Linked DNA regions of Mus musculus: regions 1, 2, 3 and 5 are each linked to region 4. A link is a contact called in public ChIA-PET and promoter capture Hi-C data. All regions are on one chromosome and are shown on one strand. Each heading gives the region's core, a stretch centred on a gene start, on an enhancer-like site or on the middle of the called end of the contact. The rest is flanking DNA. Distances are from core to core; before and after follow the strand shown.

Region 1 (2,700 bases), core at 83-2,582, 420 kb after region 4:
CAGCCAAGAGGCCCCGCAACCTGGTAGCCCCAAGAGCCCAGGAGGGTCTTACTGTAGGGGGGCACGGATGATGTAGGATTATAGGGTCTGCCTTGCTCGGGAAAGTGCCCACGGGAGAACCTGCGAGAAACTTCACTCGGGAACAACGTTTGAGTGCCTGAGGTCCCTGGATGGTTCAGGATAACCCCTCGGATGGAGGTGGAGAGAGCGGTGCCCATGGGCATCCATTCGTGTAGCGTTGTTAGGGGCAGTTGGTGGGTCGGATCTCCACATGTCCCCCAGCAGGCAGAGGTCGGATCGAAAACTCCAGAGCCGGAGCGGATAAAGGGGGTTTGGTCAGCCAGTGCCAAATGCCTAGGTTGGAGCAGCCTCCACTACCTATTCCGCTGCCTTGTCGCTCTGCAGCCAAAGCGCTGCGGTGGGCGCCGGCCGGTCCCCGCAGTCCCAAGTCCCCCTTACTCCCAGGTCTTTCTCCTTCTGCCTCTAGATACAAAGCCTGGGAGAGTCAAGCACGCCAGATAAGATCACAATTTCAGCCCGTCCCGACAGAGCGATCTTATCAGGATGGGACTTGCAGAATGGAATATTTTAAACTTTATCTGAGCCCAGATCGGGGCCGCCCTATCGCCGCACCATCTCGGATGCGGGGGAGGTGCAGGCTGCGAGGTGGCCCGGCTCTGCTGGAGCCGCGCCCCCAGACACTCTCCTTCCGGCTCTCGGGACCCGCCACCCTCTCTGGGGCCCGGACCCCCTGGGTGCCCATGCTGAGACGCGGGGGCCCTGCCCGCCGGCAGAGATTAGATTACGGCGCGCTTGGCACTCGGCGCGGGGGGCGCGGCGCGGGGTGAAGGTCGCGGGCGCAGCGGGGTTGGGCGGCCGCGCAGGGGCGGCGCGGGGCGGCGGGGCGCCAGCGGGGGTCTGGCGGGCACCACGGGCAAAGTTTGACTCACGCTTGATCTGCCGGGGATTGCTCTGTTTCCTCCTGGACATGTCTCCGGCGCCGCGCGCCCTCGCGGCGGCCGCCTCTAGCCCCTGGCGGGCGGCGGCGGGCGGCAGGGGCGCGGCGGGGTAGCGGGGCGGCTCATGCCCCCGGCCCGCGGGCTCCACGGCTGCCTCGGCCCGCGCCCCCAGCCCGCCGCGCCGCGCGTGGGCCGCCGGCGCCGCCGCGGAGGCCCGAGGCCACGGCCCTGCGCTCGGGCGCGCGGACTGCCCGGCGGGCGGCGGGCTGGTGGCGGCTTCTCTGCTCCGGCGCAGACGCCGCCGCCGCCGCCGCTCAGCTTTTCTCAATGGAACCTGCGAGCCGCGAGCGGCGAACCGGCGGCCGCCGCCAGGGCGCTCCCCGCAGGCTGGCCAGGCGGGCGGGGCCTTCGCGTAGCTGGCGGCGGGCCCCGCCTCTCGCCACGCCCCGGACCGTCCTCCGCGGTAGCGCCTTCCCACCCGTGCTGACCCCGCCCTCAGGCCGTCCTTCCCACTGGCCCCGCCCCAAACTAGCGCTCGTCTTTTCTCTGCTTGCACCGACTTCCGCGTACTCACCCAGCCTGGGCCGGGCCTTCTGTCCTCGCGCTGGCTCCACCCCTCATCTGTGCTCCTCGCGCTGACCCCGCCCTTCAGCCGATTCTTCCCACATTGGTCCCGCCCTTCGGCCGTCCCTCCTCGCGTTGACCCCGCCCCTCAGCCGTCCTCCTCACATTGACCCCCGCTCCTCAGCCGTCCTCCTTTCGTCGACCCTGTCCCTCAGCAACCTTATTACCCTGATCCCGCCTATCAGTTGTCCTCCCCACGTTGTCCCTGCCCCTGCCCCGCCCTCACAGTGACCCTGCTCCTCAGCTACACTCTCTTGTTGACTCCCTTTGCTCGTCCTCCTCACAAGAGCACAGCCTCAGCTGTCCTCAAACTGATCCCGCCCCTTTACTAGTCCTTCCCACGGGCTCCGCCCCTGTATTCCTTGCCACCCTGCTGGCCACGCCCACAACCCGCCCTTCCAGGTGCTGGCTCCGCCCACGTCTCCTCCTTCTTTGCCTTCGCCACGCCTCCGTAGGCCCGCCTTCTCCCTGGCCCCGCCTCTGCTCCGTAGTCCTTCGCACAGGCCTGGTCCTTCCCCGCCCCCAACACAGGCCTTGCCCACGTCTGTCCAATCCTCAGCTTTGTCCTCACCTCCTCCGGGCTGGCCCCTGGGCTGGCCCCAGGTCGCGCCGGCCTTGTCCCGAATTCCCACCCTCGTTTCTAGATAGACCTCTAGCCTTCTTAGTTAGTTGTAGTTTCCTGAGGTTATGTCCGCAGGCCTATTTAGGACTTGGAGACCTGTTCTGCCCCTTGGAGACCTGTGCAGCAGCCCCGCGGCACAGGCCCCTAGCTTGTCTGGCCCTGCCCCTCCGCTCTGGAGCTCCGCCCCCATGGCTTAAGTTGTGCTGCCCCTTGAAGCTGTGCCTTTCAGGGAGCCAGCAGTGGGGTCTGGATGCCCGAGGCCTGGACACTAAATTTTTGCTGGACTTTGAAAGTTGACAGAGACTCTGATCCAGAAGGAAGCTTCAGTATGAGATTTGCAGCTTCCGATGACTGTGGGTAGCCTCAAGTGGTTCAGTCTTATGCCTAATTGGAGGGGAGGGGAGGGAACCTCAGGTTTTTCCTTCTTGAACTCAGACCTGCCCGGAAATCCGGGAGGAGCCAGAGGTCAGCTGGCCTTGTTTAACCGCAGCCGAT
Region 2 (2,700 bases), core at 63-2,562, 340 kb before region 4:
CAAAACAAAGAAGTATAAATATTGATTTTAGTCACTTAGCTTTTCTGGTTCACAAATACACAGATGCTCTTTAAATAGGACAAGGCTGGAAGTTTGACTACTTAAAACTTTTTTTTTGTAGATTTTTTTCTGTGCAGAAGCGTATTTTTTTTCTGTGTATATGTATGTGTACTAGTGCATGTTTGGGGAGCCCCTAGACAATGTTAGATCTTCTAGAACAGGAGTTACAGATGCCGGGAATCGAACCCAGATCCTCTGGAAGAGCAGCCAGTGAGTGCTTTTGACCGACAGGTCATCTCCCCAGGTCCCATTTACTTTAAAAGATTTATATGTAGTCTATATGTGTGAGTACTCTACTCGGGTGTGAGTTCCTGAAAAGTCAGAAGATGTCAAGTCCTCTGAAGGTGGCTGTGAAGCTGTCTGAGGTGGGTGCCGAGAAGGGCAGCACGTGCTCTTAGCCGCCGAGCCATCTCTCCAGCCCTGGTTACTTGTTATTTTATATTTTATTATATTATGAAATTGGCTTTCACTGTGTAGCCCTAGCTGGCCCGGAACTCAGAGATCCAGCCTGCCTCTGCCTAAGTACCGGGATAAAAAGCCTATACCAACATATCAGACTCGTCACAATTACTTTATGCATTTTTCTGAGACAAAGGTTTCATGGAACTCAAATCTTGAACTCGAAATGTTCACAACAATGTACTCTGAGCTCCGGATACGCCTGTCTCGGTCACTACAGCGCTGGGATTCGAATTTTTAGCTCGTTTGCAAACCAAATCACTACTAACGCAAACCATCATTAAACTTTTTCCGCGTTCTGTAAATTCAAACAATCAGGCACATGACGATGCGACTTTGCTGCCTAGCTCTGAGGTTCGTCAACCTTTTTTTTTGTTGTTGTTGTTGTTTCATGAACCATCGCGGTGAAGTTCTGGAGCCGGGGAAGGGAGGCGGCTGAAGCGCGCGCGGTGTCTAAGGAAACCTCCGGGCAGAGTCTGGAGCTCACCACATCCCGGTTGCTAACGTGGCTCACGGGACTCGGAGCGAAGCGCAGTCCAGGAACACCTCCAGGAAAGAGCCGGATCGCGGGTGGGGGCCGAGGCCGCCTTTCTCCTTCGCGGCCATCATCCCGGCTGCCTTTGCTCCTGCAAGAGCCTCCTGCCGGCTAGAGACACACATTCTCGAAGCTCACACAGGCTCACAGGCGACACACGACCTCGCGTCCGCAGCGCAAGGCCAGCCGGTACAAGCCGGCTCCCACCTTCTGGCTCCTTCGACAACAACCTTGTTTCCAGACCGCGGCCTCATCACTTCCGGCACCGAGTAGGGCCAATCGTCGTGTCCCGTGGCAGGGAGGTCAGCCAATCCAGCGGCTTTCTCCGCCTGGGTCTCCTACGCACGGATGCCAATCATTCCCGGACGTCTCCCTAGCGCCGCCCCGTGCCTGTTACGGAAGCCGTCGGGCCGTCTGAGCCCTTTCACCCCGGCATCGCATTTCCTCTCCGACGTGACGTAAGCGGCCCCTGCCGCTCTGCGGGGCGGGCCAATGGCGGTGGCGGATACGGCGAGCCAATGGGCGGGAGGCTCTCATGCGGCCGGCGCCCGCCGCAGCCACCGCTGGGTCCTGGAGCCAGAGGCCGCCCGCGACAGAGCGCGATGGACCGAGGGCCCCAGCCGGGGAGGCGCCGCGGCGGAGTCCGCGGCCAGACGCCCCCGCAGTAGCGTCCGCGCGAGCGCCGCGGCCCCGCGTGAGCTCCTGCACGCCGAGGGCGGGCTTGCATCCCGCCGGCCCCGCACTCGCCGCAGCCTCCAGCCCGCGCGCCGACGCCGCCTTCCCGCCCGGGCCGCGCGGCCCGGGAAACGCGGCCGCGGGCTGCATGGGCAGCGCCCGCGCCCCGCCGCCGTTCCGCCGCGGAGCCGCGTCGCCCTCGGAGCCGGGTGAGAGGCGCCGGGGACCTGGGGGGTGGTGGTCGGGGAGGGCGTCGGGCGTTCCTGCGGCCTTGCGGCCTGCAGGCCTCCTCCGCTGCCCGCCGCCGCGGGTGCCCCGGGGCGGGCCGTGCGCCGCGAGAGGCCGGTCGGTGGGCCGCGGGGGTCCTGCGAGCGACCATGAGGGGCCGAGGGCGGGCTCCGAGGCCGGCCTCGGGGCGTCCCGGGGGTCGGGCGGCCGAGAGAGGCTAAGGAAGGGCTCCGGGGTGGGCTGTGGCGGCCGTGAGGACCGAGGGCGGGCCTTGAGCGAGGGTCGATGGTGCGTTAGTGGGTCCCGGGACGCTGTGAGGACGACGGCGGGCTCCCGGGAGTCCCTGGGGTCCTCAGTGGCGCGGGGCGCCGACCTCTGACCCTCGGGAGGGGCTCCGTCGCCGGGCTGGTGGTAGTTGTTATTCCCAGCGTCCCTATTATTATCGTGTTTTGAAATGGGAGCAGGCGGCCCTCGGGCTGCGAGCCGAGCCGGAGGGGGCGGGCGAGCCGGGGACCTGGAGCTGCGGGGTGCGGAGGCGCGCAGGCCCGAGTGGGGGCAGGAATGCGGGGCGGCGGGGGGCGTCTGGGGGAGGGGAAGGCGGGACTCGGGGGGGAGAGTGGGAGGAAAGCGGTGTAGGCGACGGCTGCAGGAGCAGCCTTTGGCCTCAAGGAACAATGTGAGACGTTGCCTGAAATGTTAATTTCCGTTCCTCATTTCATCATCCCCTGGCAAGGCGGTAGCTG
Region 3 (2,700 bases), core at 17-2,516, 510 kb before region 4:
TCTGTGCTTTCTACCTCCAATCCTTCTCAACTGTCCTCGGCTACTGCGCCTCTGGCTTCCACCAGATTCCGGCAGTGAGCCTGGGGTAGGTCCTCCTAGGGCTCTGTTTTTCATACAGGCCTCCATTCTGGAACCAGAAAGACAAAGCATCCAATTCCTAATGCCTTCCTTGTTTTAAACCTGCAACAGTTCTATTTCTGACAATGGGGGGGGGGGGGGTGTCACAGTGTCGGAAGGCTCTGTACGTTTCCTTCTGTGTGGCCATACCAAGCTACTATAAAAGGTAGAAACAGGCCAAACGTCTGCCTCGGGGAAAAGTGGAATTCGCAGCAGTTTCTGGTGTCTGCCAAATGCTGGGTGTGAAAAGAAACACTTTTGTCCCACTCACGGTCCTTTCTACCTTGAGACGCCCTCCCATCTTTGTGGCCAGGCTGAGGGACACCAAGCCCTCTCCGCTCAGGAGTCAGTCACACAGCAGCCTGGCCAATCACCCGAGGAGAATTCTGCTCCAAGCTGTAACATGTTGAAGGGATCACTGTGGGACCAGAGAGCACCCTACTAACCCTCTTTGGGGAACACTTTATGGATCGCTCAAGTTTCGTCTCAATTTCTTTTTTCCTTCTGAAACAGGGTCTCCAGATATACAAGATGCCCTTGAAATCCCTGTTATAGCCTAGCCTAGAGCCAAGGGCAGTGCTCTCGCTCACCTTCCCTGCACCGAGAACCCTGTAATATTTACCTCCCGGGTCATCATCCTTAGAAAGAGGTCCCATCCCTGCTGCCTTGCCGCGGCCGGTCTCCTCTGGATCTCCCTACCTTCAGACGAAGACGACGGCCTTGAGTGCTTGGATGTCGCGAACAACAGGCTTTCGGCAGGCTGCGACTCCTTGTCAGACTGCTTGGCCTCCTTCTCCATTACTTTCTCCTTAGACTTTGTAACTAAAGTGGTAGTGCTCTTCTCCTCCTCTGAAACACACGGACGGACAAGCCGTTAGACCTACAGCCCGCGGACGCCCGCACGGAGGGCGGGCCTCGCCGCCAGGCGGCGCCCTTTACCTTTCTTCTCTCTGGGTTTGCTTTTCGACTGGCCCATAGGTGACCCCGCCGCTCCAGCCGGGCGGCCTCGGGGCCGGTTAACCCGACCGACTCACAAAACCCACACTAGGCTCCGGGAGCTCATTACCATGGCAACCGCGTGCCGCGCGAGCCGTGCCTGAGCCCCGCCCAGGCCCCGCCCAAGCCCCGCCCCGGAGCTATCTTCTCGCGACAGCCGGCCGCGCGACCGGAAGCGGTGGCGACCCCGGAAGCCCTCGCGGAGACAGCGGGTCCGTAACATCGCGTCCCCTGCGCCGCCCCGAGGGCTGTGCTAGCCCGACCGGCCATGGACGGTAAGGGGCTGTCATCCACTTCGGGGTCGGAGCGGGAGTCTGCGGACGTCTCGCCTCAGCCCCATAACCCAGCCGGACCCGCCCCGGGCTTCAGCCCCAGACTCTATCCCCCCGGGCCTGGGACCCATAGTCTATACCCTGTATTCGGACCGGGACCCGCCCCCAGCTCACTGGGCTCGAGACCTCCGACTAGGACCTGCCCTGGGGCCTGCAGCCCGTGTAGCCACCAGGACCCGACCCGGTGCCTGAACCCTGACATCCTAGCTGAAACCCTCTCCTGGGCCTCGATCGCACAACCCAGCAGAAGCCAGCTCCCGATTCTTGATTCCAGACCCCCAGCCAGCTCTTACCCCTGGGTCTTGTTTCTTTACCAGATCTCCCCAGGCCTGCACCCCACGCCCGGGATCCAAACCCTGAATCTTGTCCAAATGATCCTACACCCGACCCCCGATCCAGGCCACTTCCACTAGCCACTCTCCCTGTTTGTTTTGTTTCTGTTTGGGGACAACGGAGTGTGGTCAGAAGGCACCAGAAAAGTACCCAGAGAAATAGTAATTAAGATACAAAGGAGTTCAAGTGCCAAACAGTAGGATTTTGGGTTCCCTCCTAGTAGGAGGGCCCGGTTAACCTTAGGTTAACAGGTTGGAAGGGAACCACCCGTAGCAGTATGAGTCACGAGTCACTTCGACCTGCCGTGGCTCCAACCTCTAGACTCCCAAGGAACTCATAATAGGTTTTATGGGCTAGTATCATAGAGTTTTTGTTTGTATGAGACTGCTTCTCTATGTAGCCTTGGCTGGCCTAGAACTTACTGTATACACCAAGCTGCCCTTGAACTCAGAGATCTGCCTACTTCTGCCTCCCCACTGCTGGGATTAAAGGTCTGTGCCACCGCCTAGGGCTGTAATGGAGGTTTTGTTTTGTTTTTAAACTGCTTTCTGAAATGTAGAAAGCTAAAGTACTGTGTCATTGTTGTAGAAGACGTAAGAATCCTAGACTGAGCCAGGCGTGGTAGCGTACGCCTTTAATCCAGCCTGGTCTACAAAGTGAGTTCCAGGATAGCCAGGGCTATACAGAGAAACCCTGTCTCGAAAAACAAAACAAAAACAAACAAGCAAAAAAGAATCCTAGACTGTCCCTTGGGAAGAAGATGGACCCTTGTCTGACATTACAGTTCACTCTGCAGCTCACAACAGGGTTCTCCCGATTTTCAGAGTCCAGTCCCTCTAGAGTCTACATGAAAGTACGGGCTAAAATGGGGGCGATTTGGCCAGTGTCCTAAAACTAGTGAAATGGCTGGACCATACCTAGG
Region 4 (2,700 bases), core at 177-2,676:
TTCTATTATATTTTACTCTCTCTCTTTCTGTGTGTGTGTGTGAGAGAGAGAGAGAGAGTGAGTAAGTGTGTGTCTATATGTGAGTGTGTAAGTGTGTGTGTCTATGTGTGTGTTTGTGTGTAAGTATGTGTGTCTGTGTGTGAGTGTTTGAGTGTGTGAATATGTGTATGTGTGTGTTTATGTCAGTGCATTTGTCTGTGCATGTGTCTTTGTGTATAAGTGTGTATGTGTGTATGTGTGTGTTTCTATGTGTGTATATATGAGAGTGTGTGTGTATATATATGTGTGTGTATGTGTATGTCTATGCATTTGTCCATGCATGTGTCTCTGTATATGTGTGTATGTGCGTGTGTCTCTGTGTATATATGTGGGTATGTGTGTATGTGTGTGTGTGTGTGTGTGTGTGTGTGTGTGTGTGTAGGTCAGAGAATAGAAAAGTACAGAGAGTTGGTTCTCCCCTTCCACTTTCTCTCAGGTTTTCAAGCTTGGTGGCAAGTGCCTTTACCCACTGACCAATTTCACCAGTCCTACCTGATGTTTAAGATTACAGATAATAGCCAGACATGGTAGTGCGTGCCTGTACTTCCAACATTCAGGAAATAGAGGCAAAAAAAATCAGGGGTTCAAGACCAGTCATAGTTACATAGTTAGTTGGAGGTCAGCCTGGGCTACTTGAGCCCTTGTCTTAAATTAAAAAAAAAAAAAAAAAGTTTAGTGAAAGCCCGTGGTCGAGCCCCACAGCCTCTAAACTGGACCGTGATCTGCACGTGCACAGAAAAATGTTACTAGAAACTTCATTTTTAAAAAGCAATGCAAATTTGTTTTCCTCGCAGATACAAGTTAAGTTCCCTTCCATTCTGTTCTGAGGTTACTTCAATGGCAGCACTAGTTTACACAGAGGGTCCAGTTTCAGGAGGAAACCTGGCTAGCCACACCAGTGACTCATCAGATCCAAAAGCTTTGACTCCAAGCGTCTCCCAAATCCTTCCAGGTGCCTAAAACACCCGTCACTCTCTCAGCCAGGCCTACCAGGATCTCCATGACCACGACACACCTGCAAACAGCCCACCGACTGGAGGAAGGGCGGCACCCTTGGTGTGACTGTGAAGGCGGGGTTGGAGGCCCCAAGGGAAGCTGACCAGCAGGCACCAGGTTCTGTGGCTGCCTGCTGCAACAGAGTATTCAGAATGCTACCAGTACACTGTCCAGGCCTATTTAGAGCTCCCTTTAAAGCGCCCTTCAACACCAAAGAAAGATAGATGGAGTGAGAAATTACGAAGGAAACAGTGCTCACGCCTAAGGGAGATTTTCTCATCTCTGCCTGTTTCTGCCTCTGTGGTTCAGGCACCTGCTGCCCCGGGCCAGCTGCACTTCTGGCTTCCCAGACCCAAAGGAAGTGAAATTAAAAGAGATTGCTGAGGAGAGCAACTCCCCAAGAAGGGTGAGCCTCCAGCCCCAACCTCACAGTCATAAAGAAACCAGGGGCTGCCCTCCACACTGGCCCCTTAAAGAGAAAGTGGCTTCAGAAGGGGCTTCCCCACCAATAAGCAGGCAGCACCCAGGCTCTCAGGATGCCTGCTTCTGTGGGTCATTGCATTGTGTGCTGGGTCATATACAGGCTGGACTCTCCCTTGGGACACCTTGGTTTCCTGCGGCTGAGGGACCCGGGCTTGATGTAACAGTGGCCAAGGTAGATAGGACTTTGTGCCTGACAGTTTGGGTCATAGATGCCTACAGATTCACCAATCTGGGTTAAGCCTGGCTGAAAAAATGCCAGCCCTTTTTCAGCTGCTGGGTGACCTTGCTGAGCCTCCAGGTGATGCACTGGTGGCAGTGATGTGCTGGTGGTGGCAACGCTGACACTTGTGCCTCACTAGAGGCTGAGTGGGTTCTCCGAGGTCACAGGCAGGCCTCGCACATCCAGGTGTTCAGCAGATGCGCTTCCTGTGTGGTTTGCTGAATTTATTTCTGTTCTCAGAAGCACCTTAAGGGGCAGCCGTAGAGTTTTCCAGAGATGTAAGCAAGCCCCTAAAACATTGGGTCCCAATTCCAACCCTCACAAGGGGTTAATTCCAGCCTAGGGACCCAAAAGCAGGCTTGTCCTCTCCAGATGTACATCTGATGATCACAGTCCCCGTCCCGGATTTCCACGTGTCACCCAGCCATGCGCTGTGTCACCTGCTCTCTGGTTCTGAGTTTGCTCAGCCCCACCCTGTACTGGGCAGGGTTGGTGGCCAGCACTGGACAGGCTCACCTGTCACCCAGTGTATGGCTCCTGCTACCCACCCTAACTAGACAAACCTCACTTGGGACCAAGAAGCAGAAGTTGGTGGCCTGCCGCTCAGCTCACAAGGAGCTGCACAGGTCACTGTTCTCCCCCCTCCCCCCAATCTGGAGCGGCTGGGACTTACGGCCCTCCTTGATGGGTTTAGAGACTAGAGACATCAACCTGCAGACCCTATCCTTTCTGTATAAAGTGGATTGCTATGAGACTTGTGTAGCCTCTTCTTTTCATCTGTCTGTCTGTCCACCCATCCATCCATGATGCATCTGTTCATCTACCTACCCAGCACTCATAGAGTCTCACAACCTAGAAGAGGAGACAGTGTAAGCTGAGTGCCTCCTTGCCTCCAGTCTCCATAGCCTCTGAATTCCTATTCTCAGCTTTCTGGTTAGACAGCAGATTCCTAAAGGCCTGGA
Region 5 (2,700 bases), core at 34-2,533, 360 kb before region 4:
TTGTTTTTTTGGGTGGGGGGTGGGGGTGAGCAGGGGGCCAGCAGGGTTTCACTAGCTAGTTCTGCCTGACCTCCAACTGGCAGCCCCTGTTTTAGTGCTGAGATTACAGGCATGTAAGACCTGGTTTGTTTGGTTTTGTCCTCTTCCACTATGCTCTTATAGGACTACAGTAAAACCTGTGTCCCTCAGTAATGGACCATGCAATGCATACACACCTGAAAGCGGCCACAGTCTGACTGCATTTGGAACTATATGCTGTTTCAGTAACAATCCGCTAATACCTTCAAAGCTAGGGGTCAGTATTCGCAATAGCAAACTCTGTAAAAAGAGAAAAAGACCGAGGTAACACTAAGACCATATACCACAACAACACAGGCCTAATCAAAGTCCTTGCCTAGCATGCAGAAAGCTATGGATTTGATCCCCAGTACCTCCTTAAAACTGGGTACAGTGGCGCATGCATGTAATCCCAGCACTTGGGAGGGGATGCAGGAGCATCAAAAGTTCAAAGTCATCTTCAACTGTGTATTGAGAATCTCTCCCTCCTCGGTTTCCATCCTAGAACTGCCTCCCAAGAAGGGGAGGGGCCAAGGGAAAGTGTCAATCAACTCCATCAATGAATTTCACTGGACTCAGCCACAAAACAAAACAAAAAAACCGAAGAAACAAAAGTCAATTAACTTTCACCCACAGCCCAGTTTGAGTCTCCAATTCACAATCTTCCTGGCCTCGTCCTACCAGCAAATACTGAAATTGCAAGTGTGCACCACCTATGTGGGCAAAAGGATCGGGAGTCCAAGGGCTGCTCCGAGTACACATGAACGCCTGCCTCCAGACCAGAAAGAAGAGGACGGAAAGGCACGGGTGACCAGGACTCAGTTTGAAGCCGCCAGGGACAGTGATACAGGGCGTCTCTCTCACACACGCCAGGGAGAGACGAACCACCCGAGGCAGATGCTGCCTCCCGTCCCGGGGAGCCCACAGCAGCCATCCTCCTGCGGAAGAGCGAGGTGCAGGCGCACTTCCGGTCGGCGCGGACCGACCCGCCACACCCGCCGCCGCCGGGCTCCGAGCGGGTTACCTGAGGCGCGTGGCCTCCAGCCGCAGCCGGGCCAACCGGAGTCCCGCGGGCCGCGTACGGCCGCCTGGCCCCAGCCCCGGACGAGAGGCCTGGGCCCCTGCCTGAGAGCAGGCCCCACAGCCGTCGGGGCCGGGGCTCCGGGCCGGGGCGGAGCCCGCGAAGCAGCAGCAAGGCGGCCGCCATGGTGCCGAAAGCGGCGCCTGCGCAGTGCGGCTCCGGCCGCCCTAACGGTCAGGTTTTTGAGGGCGGCCTCCCTTTGCGCTTGCGCGGGGTTGAAGGTCGCGCGCTCCTGGCGACGCCTGCGCGGTCCGAACCGTCTGGTATCCGCAAGGTTAGCTGCGAAACCTCGAGAGTCAGCAGGGTGCGCAGCGCGAAAGCTAGCAGCCCGCAGCCTGCGGGTTCACGTAGAGACAGGCTACGGTTACCCGGTATTTTTCTCTCTTGTGTTTTATTAACAGTCCAAGTTGCGGTTTCCAGTACTTGGCAAGTGGATACACGATTCGCTTTTCACGTTATCTCTTTCTTTGGGGTGCGATTTGGTGGTTCCTGTTGGCCACTTCCGTCCTTCCTGTACGTATTTATTTTGTTGTTTCTCTGTGTGGTGCTAGCTGTCCTCTCGCTGTAGACCAGACTGACCTCGAACTCGGAGATCCACCTGCCTCTTGGTTTTGGTTATTTGTTTTTTTAAATACAGTATCGCTGTGCAACAGTCTGGCTTCAAACTCAAGCTCCGTCTCCTGTGTGCCGGCCTGACAAGAATGAACCAGTTTTTCTGAACATCAGAGATCCGGGGGATGCCCCTGGCTGGCTACAGAATCAACTTAGAGCCAGTGGTGTGTGAGACCACAGGGCAGCAGCTACATACAGAGTAGGAAAACGGTGCCCTCAATCTTAGAGAGGGAGGGAGGGGGGCTCCTAAAGTCGGAACTGGAGGGGCTGGAGAGATGGCTCAGCTGTTAAGAGCACTGGCTGCTCTTCCAGAGGATCCAGGTTCAATTCCCAGCACCCACATGGCAGCTCATGACCATCTGTAACTCCAGTTCCAGGGGATTCGACAACCTCCCACAGACATACATGCAAGCAAAACACCAGTGCACATTAAATAAAACATTTAAAGTGGTGATTGGACCCGTGTCCTCTGGAAGAGCAGACAGTGCTCTTAACCACTGAGCCATCTTTCCAGACCCCTCCCCCCCTTATAGCCATTAGTGGTCTACTACCCATTTCTCCAACTCCCTTAGCATCAGGCAACCACTAGCATTCTTTGTTCCTGTGGACTGTGTTTATGACCAAATTAAGAGCCCCCTTAATTATACTCACTGCCCCTGAGGAGCACCCGTCATCCCGAGCTTCATACCATTTGGCTTTGACAGTTCATTTGTGCAGAGACAGAAGGGAGAGCTTGCTGTCCCACCCATGGACAGCTGCAATCCCAGGCCTGGGCAGGGCCACTGAAGCTCTGAGTCCTGCTAGTCCATGCCAGGCTGGTGCCTGGTAGTCTAACTGCAGAAAGCCCCCAAAGCAGTCTCGGTGCCTTTCCTTCCACTCCATGTCTTTCTGTACTCTCCAAGTCCCTTAACACTAAATAATTCAAACAATAAGCCTTCTCGGTGCTGACT

What was found. Promoter capture Hi-C pulls out the DNA fragments that hold promoters and counts their contacts. ChIA-PET counts read pairs in DNA pulled down with a chosen protein or histone mark.
Region 1: a promoter capture Hi-C map of pre-B cells shows a contact between it and region 4, with 3 times the contacts expected there. The contact joins the promoter of Zfpm1 here to the enhancer-like site in region 4. A contact is called at or near these places in 8 of 39 promoter capture datasets (embryonic stem cells, fetal liver, liver and 3 more), 3 of 484 Hi-C or Micro-C datasets (B cells and the G1E-ER4 cell line) and 1 of 115 datasets of contacts at active chromatin or transcription factors (memory CD8 T cells).
Region 2: an RNA polymerase II ChIA-PET map of memory CD8 T cells shows a contact between it and region 4, with 94 read pairs. The contact joins the promoter of 2810013P06Rik here to the enhancer-like site in region 4. A contact is called at or near these places in 14 of 39 promoter capture datasets (the HPC-7 cell line, cranial neural crest, embryonic stem cells and 8 more), 1 of 484 Hi-C or Micro-C datasets (B cells), 2 of 115 datasets of contacts at active chromatin or transcription factors (epiblast stem cells and memory CD8 T cells) and 1 of 9 other capture datasets (liver).
Region 3: a promoter capture Hi-C map of pre-B cells shows a contact between it and region 4, with 4 times the contacts expected there. The contact joins the promoter of Chmp1a here to the enhancer-like site in region 4. A contact is called at or near these places in 21 of 39 promoter capture datasets (the 3T3-L1 cell line, the C10 cell line, the HPC-7 cell line and 12 more), 2 of 484 Hi-C or Micro-C datasets (B cells and bone marrow-derived macrophages), 7 of 115 datasets of contacts at active chromatin or transcription factors (T-cell acute lymphoblastic leukemia, bone marrow-derived dendritic cells, differentiating embryonic stem cells and 4 more) and 2 of 9 other capture datasets (adipose tissue and liver).
Region 5: a contact with region 4 is called in a promoter capture Hi-C map of pre-B cells, with 2.4 times the contacts expected there. The contact joins the promoter of Spg7 here to the enhancer-like site in region 4. A contact is called at or near these places in 9 of 39 promoter capture datasets (cranial neural crest, embryonic stem cells, frontonasal cranial neural crest and 5 more), 1 of 484 Hi-C or Micro-C datasets (B cells), 2 of 115 datasets of contacts at active chromatin or transcription factors (embryonic stem cells and pancreatic cancer cells) and 3 of 9 other capture datasets (adipose tissue, liver and pancreatic islet).

The regions. Positions count from the first base shown.
Region 1 is chr8:122,280,773-122,283,472 of GRCm38.p6, reverse strand. Zfpm1 (zinc finger protein, multitype 1) reads right to left here and starts at 1,332. Exons shown (of 10, transcript NM_009569.4): 1 at 951-1,332. The coding sequence starts at 990. The region is part of intron 1 of Gm39269 (a long non-coding RNA gene); the gene reads left to right. RefSeq lists an enhancer at 475-718.
Region 2 is chr8:123,041,187-123,043,886 of GRCm38.p6, reverse strand. 2810013P06Rik (RIKEN cDNA 2810013P06 gene) reads right to left here and starts at 1,312. Exons shown (of 1, transcript NR_045268.1): 1 at 1-1,312. It overlaps Ankrd11 (ankyrin repeat domain 11), which reads left to right and starts at 1,603. Exons shown (of 13, transcript NM_001081379.2): 1 at 1,603-1,938.
Region 3 is chr8:123,211,354-123,214,053 of GRCm38.p6, reverse strand. Chmp1a (charged multivesicular body protein 1A) reads left to right here and starts at 1,266. Exons shown (of 7, transcript NM_145606.3): 1 at 1,266-1,388. The coding sequence starts at 1,382. It overlaps Spata33 (spermatogenesis associated 33), which reads right to left and starts at 1,196. Exons shown (of 3, transcript NM_177279.4): 1 at 1,057-1,196; 2 at 817-966. The coding sequence starts at 1,093.
Region 4 is chr8:122,701,212-122,703,911 of GRCm38.p6, reverse strand. No RefSeq gene overlaps it. Among named protein-coding and RNA genes, the nearest start is that of Gm10612, 4.7 kb to the right of the region's middle. Within about 2 kb of position 1,426, at least 78 of the 459 cell types and tissues checked have an H3K27ac peak or open chromatin away from gene starts, as enhancers often do. A contact at or near this core is called in B cells, T-cell acute lymphoblastic leukemia, adipose tissue and 5 more, where this site is marked.
Region 5 is chr8:123,064,091-123,066,790 of GRCm38.p6, reverse strand. Spg7 (SPG7, paraplegin matrix AAA peptidase subunit) reads right to left here and starts at 1,283. Exons shown (of 17, transcript NM_153176.5): 1 at 1,082-1,283; 2 at 216-318. The coding sequence starts at 1,264.